Linked DNA regions of Salmo salar: region 1 is linked to region 2. The links are chromatin contacts, called in public Hi-C maps. All regions are on one chromosome and are shown on one strand. Each heading gives the region's core, a stretch centred on a gene start, on an enhancer-like site or on the middle of the called end of the contact. The rest is flanking DNA. Distances are from core to core; before and after follow the strand shown. Region 1 overlaps LOC106601353 (choline transporter-like protein 2). Region 2 holds the start of LOC106601355 (filaggrin).

The links. A called contact is a pair of places that touch in the nucleus more often than the background predicts.
Region 1: a Hi-C map of muscle shows a contact between it and region 2, with 2.6 times the contacts expected there. The contact joins the enhancer-like site here to the promoter of LOC106601355 in region 2. A contact is called at or near these places in 2 of 3 Hi-C or Micro-C datasets (gill and muscle).

Annotation. Positions count from the first base shown.
Region 1 is chrssa03:67,768,557-67,773,308 of Ssal_v3.1, reverse strand. All of the region lies in intron 1 of LOC106601353 (choline transporter-like protein 2), which reads left to right. Among protein-coding and RNA genes, the nearest start is that of LOC106601353, 6.6 kb to the left of the region's middle. Within about 2 kb of position 3,343, at least 1 of the 13 cell types and tissues checked has an H3K27ac peak or open chromatin away from gene starts, as enhancers often do. A contact at or near this core is called in muscle, where this site is marked.
Region 2 is chrssa03:67,674,306-67,678,927 of Ssal_v3.1, reverse strand. It overlaps LOC106601355 (filaggrin), which reads right to left and starts at 1,571. Exons shown (of 2, transcript XM_014193513.2): 1 at 1,236-1,571. All of the region lies in intron 1 of LOC123741882 (a long non-coding RNA gene), which reads left to right.

The DNA.
Region 1 (4,752 bases), core at 2,094-4,593, 93 kb before region 2:
GTTAGCTGTCTCCCCTCTCCAGCCATATGAATGCTGTTTTTCTTCTTTCCTCCACACACATCCTTTTCCTCCCTCTGCCTGTCTTATGATGATTCATTTATTATTTAAAACCCTCTCTTTCATTATCCAATACTTTTTCCTCTCTTCCTGGCACAATACATTTTACAACCTCCGTATAGGCTACTATTTTGTGTACAGCACTGTTTGCCTCTTCCCTCTATACAGGATTTAGGAATGTGTTATAACCCTCATACAAACAAGCAGTCAGGTCAACACCAGAGCAAGATTTTGATGGGAAGAAAAGACAGTTGAGCAGCATTGTGGGAATAGTAAGCTGTGACTTGGCAGAAAATAAAGTTGAAGACATTCTGTGAAAAGTTGTGGGGTTAAAGGCCTCTAGCACTATATTGTGACACAAATGACTCTCCCAAAGGACTGTCAAATTCGGTGTAGTACTTTTAAATGAAAACAATGATGGAGGTGCAGATGTATTGGAATCTGACCAGTAGGAAGCATATTTAGTGATAATCAGGTATTATGTGTTTGTGTGGTTATAAATAGTGTGATGATTGGTAGACAGAGGCCCTTCGTTTTTCTTCTTCATTGTTTGTTCCTTATGCGTTTGTTTTGCAGTCGTATGAAGTCTTTCTGCATTTCATGGAAATCTGTCAGGGTTTCACATAAGAAGGTGAAGTACAAAAACATAACTATGGGGAGTTTGACACAGGCTACCACCATGCAGAAATGAACAGCCCTCACTTGGTTTTAGATTGTATCTGTTTTTATGAAGAAATTGTTTTCAATATCTCCCCCAGCATTGTTCAACATTCCTTGGACCCTGACTCTCCCATGTGCTAATGTTGTTGATGCGTTCATACGGTTGTAATTGAGGTTTTCATGGTATAATAGGACTGCCTCAGAAATACAGTGGTGTTTAGGCTGTGATCTAACATAGTCATCCCCATTTCACATCATGGAGTAATTTCAGGCCAACACATATCAGGAAACCTCAATAACAGGGGAACTGACAGGATCAGACAGCCTACAGCCCTGTGCAGTCTTAGATTATGTGTAATTATAAGACATATTTAGGAGAGTGGTTTGAAACTTGATCCAGAGTCTCTCTGATCTTTATTTCAAGCTCTGGCAAGGTCTAGCTACACTCTTAGAAAAAGGGTTCCAAAAGGGTTCTTTGGCTGTCCCTGTAGGAGAACCCTTTCTGTTTCCAGGTAGAACCCTTTCTGTTTCCAGGTAGAACTATTTTTGGTTCCATGTAGAACCCTCTGTGTAAAGGGTTCTACATGGAACTCAAATAGGTTCTGGCTGGAACCAAAAGGGTTCTACCTAGGACCAAAAATGATTCTTCAAAGGGTTCCTGTATGGGGACGGCCAAATGACCCTTTTAGGTTCTAGATAGCACCTTTCTAAGAGTGTAGCAATAGTGTAGTTTTTGCTATTCATGAACATTTGCATTTGAAGTCCAGTCCAGCTGTTTTCTATTACAACAGCTGTCATCGTGTTATCACTTCCCACATTGTCGCTTTACTCAACAACAGTATTGAATAAACAGGCATCCCACTGGGCACACTCTGGTTGAATCAATGTTCTTTCCACAATGTTTAAATGAAATTACATTGAAGCAACGTGGAATGGACGTTGAATTGACATCTGTGCCCAGTGGCATGCCCCTAGGGAAGGATAATAGTGTTCCCTGTCAGCCCCAATTATTATTGTTTAATCTGCTTGATCACAGTCTGGCCCAAACAGACTCATGTGACTTATTAACCCAACAGAAGTTACGTTTTGTTTCCATTCAGACAGCAGACAGCCTGTGTTAGATAAAGTTATTAGGGTCATGGGGCCTGAGGAGAAGAGAAGTGGCAGAGATCAATTCCTGTAATAGTGATGTTGAGTTATTAGGGACCCCCGTCTATTTGTGTGGTATGCCATGCCCTTCCTCTTCCTGACTGGTAGTCATCACTGTTGGACTTGGCTGCCCTCCCACAGCCTGTCTGGTCTGTCACATCTGGATGTTTGGAAGGTGAAAACCCCTATACTCTTTGGAATTCTGCATTGTTTTGTAGATTTTCATAGCTGAATCAGAGCCATGAGTAAGGGGTACGAAAATAGAGCACTATTTTGGAAATTAGGTTCATTTAGCAGACTTTTTGTCACGTCCTGACCAGTAAAGGGGTCATTTTGTTATTATAGTATGGTCAGCACGTGGCAGGGGTGTGTTTGATTCTTGGGTTTTTGGGTAATGTTGTCTATTTCTATGTTTGAATGTCTATTTAGTCTATTTCTATGTTCAGGTTTGGTTTGGCCTTCAATTGGAAGCAGCTGTTCTTCGTTGCTTCTAATTGGAGGCCATATTTAAGTAGGGGGTTTTTGTCACTGTGTTTGTGGGTAGTTATTTTCTGTATAGCTGGTAAGCCTTATAGAACTGGTTCGTCGTTGGTTATTTTTTGTTGTGTTCACGCTTATCCAAATAAAATAAGGAAGATGAGCACGATACCCGCTGCGCCTTGGTCCACTTTTTACGACGCACCTGACACTTTTAGAGAATGTAATTGTGTTTCTTTGTTAATGTTATCAAAACATAGATTACTTGGCTAATTGATGTTGTCTAATGGGTTGGTGCTGAGGCTCTGGCCTATCTATCTCTGCTATGAGCACAATGGAGAAAACAACAAAGACGACATGAATGGGGGTTTCAGTGAAGTGCAGTGCTGTCTGTTGTCTCTGAGAGAGTCTCTCACTGGAGTAAATTATGGAGACAGACAGTAGAGGTGACACTCTCTCCTCAGGAAGATAGGCCTGTTTATCCAGCAGGCTTCAGAAAGTGGAAACTGAAGAAGAGATGGTTAGGACTCAGGAGCATCTTATATTCAGAGATATTCATTGTTACAGCAGAGTTTTGTTTAGGATTATAGTCCAGAGCAGGGATGGAATTACATATGGTCTCTTGGGATACTCTAAAAATAGTGGACTGGACCAACATTGATATTTGTAACGTTTATGGGGGTGTCCTGGTAGCTCTGTAATTCGAACCCTGATCCAAAGTGTACAGATATCTAGTCCAGACCATAAAGAGGATGCTGTTTTTACCAGCAGAGATATTTGGAGAGAGGGCACACTTCCCTACCCTAACCACCAACAAGGCTCCATATCTAGTTTCGATATCTCTGAAGTAGTTATGTTATCTGCTGCAGTCAGGACTCTTGGTCAAGTCAATCTTATTTTGATGTTGAAAACTCCCTATGAGGGAAACGGTCATACATACTGCACTCAGTCAACACTCTACTACTGCACTTACTGTAATGAGAGACAGACTGAGGAGGGGAAGCTGCTATTATAGCCTACTGTGTTGATATGACGTCATGCTTCTCTTTTCTCAGGGGTATACAGTGCCTACAGGGAAAGTATTCAGACCCCTTCCCTTTTTCCACATTTTGTTATGTTACAGCCTTATTTTAAAATTGATTAAATAAAAAAAATGTTCTACATCAATACACACAATACCCCATAATAACAAAGCGATAACAGGTTTGTAGAATGTTTGGCAAAAGTATTAAAACTTAAAACAGAAATACCTTATTTACATAAGTATTCAGACCCTTTGCTATGAGACTCGAAATTGAGCTCAGGTGCATCCTGTTTCCATTGATCATCCTTGAGATGTTTCTACAACTTGATTGGAGTCCACCTGTGGTAAATTCAATTGATTGGACATGATTTGGAAAGGCACACACCTGTCTATATAAGGTTCCACAGTTGACAGTGCATGTCAGAGCAAAAACCAAGCCATGAGGTCGAAGGAATTGTCTGTAGACCTCTGAGACAGGATTGTGTCGAGGCACAGATCTGGGGAAGGGTACCAAAACATTTCTGCAGCATTGAAGGTCCCCAAGATCACAGTTTCCTCCATCATTCTTAAATGGAAGAAGTTTGGAACCACCAAGACTCTTCCTAGAGCTGTCTGAATACTTATGTAAATGTCATATTTCAGTTTTTTTGCTAAAATTTTGAAAAACCTGTTTTTGCTTTGTCATTATGGGGTATTGTGTGTAGGTTGATGAGGGGAAAAAAACCATTTTAATACATTTTAGAATAAGGCTGTAACGTTACAAAATGTTGAAAAAGTCAAGGGGTCTGAATACTTTCCGAATGCTCTGTATAATAGTTGACTCAGGAGAAGTGCACATTGGATGAGTGTATACTGTTTAAGTGCAGTGCTGTTCACCAGTCCCAAACAAAATACATTATTTCTGTTCTCAAGATATGTGCATACACACATTCAGAATGACAGTCATAATCTAGTGCATAAATGAGCAACAGTACTCTATATTCTGTACATAGAGCACTGTAGACATCGGTATGGGTATAAATACAGGCATGGTGGACAGATAAAACATTTAATGGAAGGTTGACCTTATTTATGGTCGTTTTCACTGTGAGAGGAGGAGAGGCTAGGGAGGAAGGATAATATTGAGGGGAAACTCGACTCAGGAAACATTAGAAAAGTTCCAAAGCAAATACCTGAAGCTCAAGAAAACCAGAAGTAAAACTGCCTTGTGTAGTACACTATACAATGAGCTCTCTGTCCACAAGAGAAACAGTGGTATATATATTTCTTTGTGCAGATTCTTGGGAAACATCTAGGTACGGTAGTGTACCCTAATAAAGTTATTACAACAACCGATGTAGCAAATAACATTTGTCCTGATAGTGAATGTAGTGAAGCTGAGGCCA
Region 2 (4,622 bases), core at 322-2,821:
GACCTCAGACTAGACTGGTCTGATACACTAGACGTAACATAGTAAATTTAAATCCGGGACACTAAAATAAGTACATGTTACGCTTGGTATGGTTACAAACACAGATGGTTACTTAAGGCAAAAACAAAAGTAGTGTGGATGGGTGGGCGTATAAAGCGAACGTCTAGCAACCCAAAGGTTGCGTGTTTGAATCTCATAATGGGCAACTTTAGCAACTACTTTCAATACTTGTCAACTACTTAGCATATTTGCTAACCCTTCCCCTAACCTTTAACCTAAAGTTAACCTTAGCCATAACCCCTAGCTAGCTAATGTTCGCCACTTAGCTAATGTTAACATTAGCCACCTAGCTAACAGCCACAACTAACTGTAATTCGTAACATATCATACGAATTGGAATCGGAATTTATCATACGAAATGGATGATTCACATCCACAAATGAATACATACCATACGAAACACAACATACTAATTGAAGTGTCCTGAATTTAGATTTACTATGTTTACGTCTAACCCTGAGTCCAGGTGTAGACCGACAGGGAATTTTTTCCAGTTGTCTCCCATGGACTCATAGCCTTACCCAAAAAGACACGTTTCGTGCCATAATGGTGCCGTTCCAAGTCTTAACAGTGTCCTTTTAACTCACAAGCGTTTCAATTACAATGGTAATATTATATATATACAATTGTCTTTATATAATTTACAATTGGTAAATTAATTTATGTTGCTGAAATAAATGTCCATAATTTTTTTACTAAAGAATAGAGGAATTAATCTAAAGATCAATAATTTTAACGTATTTTAAGTTATTGTATCTTTCAATATTTTCAAAACTCTACTATGATGGGGGAAAACGAAGCTACTCCAAATAAGTGTGTTTTCTGTGGCCCCTGCCACCCAGCGTTCCTTGTTCTGAAGGAATTCCATGCTCCCCCTTATCATGCCCTATACATTCTGCCACTAAAACGCCTCGCATTGACAGAACCTACATATGGTTCAACGTCCGTCACCAACATTATAAACACTTCCCGTTGTGCCAAAATGTTTGCAACAATGTATCAGTGATGATCAGTGACTTCGATTAGATGAAAAGTCTAATCGAAGTGCCACTAAGTAACACAGAAATTGGTATTATTAAACAATTGGATTGAATTGTTTTCGATAATAATAAGTCACATTATACACATGAATCGACGGGACATTTATAGGCAATCCATATAAAATAAATGCTTACCTTGTATGTGTAAATAAAAGACCACAGTGCGAAGTCTAATATAACAGCCACGCTTCTGTTCAACAATTCCTATTTCCGACTACTATCGAATTCAAATGTGCGATCGTCCTTCAAGTACAGTGCGAGCTCTGTGATTAGTGCCTGTATGTGAGCATGAATTCTGTGTCGCTTATTTTGAATCTGTTATCTTATTACGTTAGGGACTTGCTACAATTTCCTCCTCGCTCTCTAAATGTCTCCAATTGTATGTTAGTAGGTCAGTAGTTGCATAACAGAAGTCTTTGGGTGCCTAGTCACGTTTTGTTTCTCGCTCGCGCTGTATGTGCCCCCTCCCCTTTCTTCTCCTTCGAATTCTGTTGCAGAGAGATGGGGAAGAGGAGAGAGGGGAGGGACTTGCTGAGATGTAGGGTGAGATACCCCTAATTAGGTTAATAGTGAGAGAGAGACTTGGAAAAATGGAACGGTGGGGAGACATTTTTAGAAACAAGGCTTCAGCAGAAGATATATAAAGAAGCAATTGTATCCAACAGCTGTTGTTTGGGGGAGAAATGTGTGCCCCTTTATTGAATGGATAGGCCTAATTACTCCAGACGGCTCAGTTTCGCCCTTTTAAATATAGCTTTATTTTTTCAGCTTTATTCTAATGAGCAAACCAAAATCTATTCACTTTGTCCCTCATTAGCACATGAGTAGTTCTTTCTTCATATTCAGAAGATTGAATGCATGGGCTTTAGCTTAACGTGGAGCAGGTGACATGGGTTTGAATCCAGTCAGAGACATTTATCAGGAGCTACAATGGTCAGTTACAATTGTGACATATCCACATACAATTGTGACATGCACATCGCTGCAACCTGGATTCAGGGGTAGACATAATATAGTAAACGAAAATCCAGGACACTCAAATTAGCGATGTTATGTTTGATATGGTATGTATTCATTTGTGGATTTCAATCATCCATTTCGTATGATGTGTTCCGAATTACATTTCGTATGATATGTTACCAATTGCAATTCATATGATATGTTACGAATTGCAATTCGTACAATATGTTACAAATTTGCAATTCATTTGATATGTTACGAATTCCAATTTGTTGTGGATAACATTAGCTAGGTGGCTAACGCTAATGTTAGCTAGGTGGCTAATGTGAGCTAGGCTAGGGGTTAGAGTTAGGGGTTAAGGTTAGGGTTAAGCACAGGAGGTTGGTGGCACCTTAATTGGGGAGAACGGGCTGATAGTAATATCTGGAACGGAATTAATTGAATGGTATTGAACTCATCAAACACATGGTTTCCATGTGTTTGATACCATTCCATTAACTCCTTTCCAGACATTATTATGAGTTGTTCTCCCCTCAGCAGCCTTCTTTCTGTGAGGTGAAGGTTAGGAGTTAGGTTAAAGGGTTAAAGTTAGGGTTTGGGGAAGGATGTAGCTAAAAAGTAATAAATAGTTTGCTAATTAGCTCAAATGTTCAAGTTGTTTGTGATGAGATTCGAACACGCGTTACATGCCCACCGATCCACCCTACAAAAAAAAAAAAAATGTATGCACTCACTACTGTAAGTCGCTCTGGATAAGAGCATCAGCTAAGTGACTAAAATGTAAAAAATAAATAAAATGCAACCATACCAAACGTAACATGTCATGCTAATTTGAGTCTTTAAGTTATCTGATTTTGTTGTGACATTGGCTCTCATTTCCAGCAGCTGTGGCCTTGTGGTTCGATGCATCTGGTTACAGTTTTTGCATAACCGCTTGAATCTCAAGAGCTCAGTACCTCATTCTCATCTGATAAAGACATTGAAAGCTCTTTATACTGTAGGCTACTTTATTAGCATCCTCCCTCTTATGACACACGATTTGTCATGTTTTGCATGAAATGTACAATGCACACCATTCAGTAAAGAAAGTCTTAGTTGATCATTAAAGCCCCCTGTCATCTTACACCATATAGAAGGTAGCACTTTACATAGTTTTAAATACACAATTGTAACACATTGGTTGAATTTGTGTGTTTTTGGTACTTCCCAAATAGTGAACTAAAATATGACTGCAATTTTATTTATTGCTGTTATTGCCAGTTAAGAAATGTGTTATCCAATACAGTAATGACAGGGTGAAATGATTGAAATGGAGTTTAGACTTTTGGAATGTAATCTGTGACCCTTGACAAAAATGATTTGTCTGAAATATCCATATCCTTTTGCTCATTTAATGCATATCTTCACTTGGAATGAGCAATATATGTTAGGCCTAGGCCTATGTCCTAGCTGGATATGAAGATGCCATGTAGTTACAGCAAGGGGAATATTGACTGCTCATTTTCACTCTCATTCTTCTTTTTTTCTGGTAAATGAATTCCTGGTGGGACAGGCTCATGGTTAGGAGGTAGTCTGTGACCTCCTGTGCTTTTGTGATGATTACATCCTCTTCCTCTCTCCAGTCCATCTGCCCTCCACTATCTGACCTTACAACCTGTGCCTGTTCTGTCTTGCATCACAGAGAGCCATGGAAACAACTGGAGCAATAACGGTATTATTTAATGCATTTTGTTGTGTCCACGGCAGTTTTGATTGGAACAAAAGGACTGGCTGGATGCCTAGAGGGCTGTTTCCAATTGCAGATGCTTTTATTTGATCTCTCTCATTATCTTCAAGGCCCTGGTTCCTTCTCATGTGGTCGGAGAGAGCAGCAGGACATGGAGCGTTGAAGTCTGACTTAAGGCTCAGTGTTTGTTCAGCATATGCTCTCTGTCTCTGTCTTACTCTCTCTCTTTCTCTCTTTTTTCAACCAACCCACTTGAGCTTTCAAATGCACTTTGTGGATCTACCTGCAATGCCATGCATTTTATTGTGTATCATTGTGCTATTGACCACAGAGTCACAGACATACAGTGAGGGGAAAAAGTATTTGATCCCCTGCTGATTTTGTACATTTGCCCACTGACAAAGAAATGATCAGTCTATAATTTTAAAGGTAGGTTTATTTGAACAATGAGAGACAGAATAACAACAACAAAATCCAGAAAAACGCATGTCAAAAATGTTATAAATTGATTTGCATTTTAATGAGGGAAATAAGTATTTGACCCCCTCTCAATCAGAAAGATTTCTGGCTCCCAGGTGTCTTTACTCTCCACCATGGCCAAGACCAAAGAGCTCTCCAAGGATGTCAGGGACAAGATTGTAGACCTACACAAGGCTGGAATGGGCTACAAGACCATCGCCAAGCAGCTTGGTGAGAAGGTGACAACAATTGGTGCGATTATTCGCAAATGGAAGAAACACAAAAGAACTGTCAATATCCCTCGGCCTGGGGCTCCATACAAGATCTCACCTCGTGGAGTTGCAATGATCATGAGAACGGTGAGGAATCAGCACAGA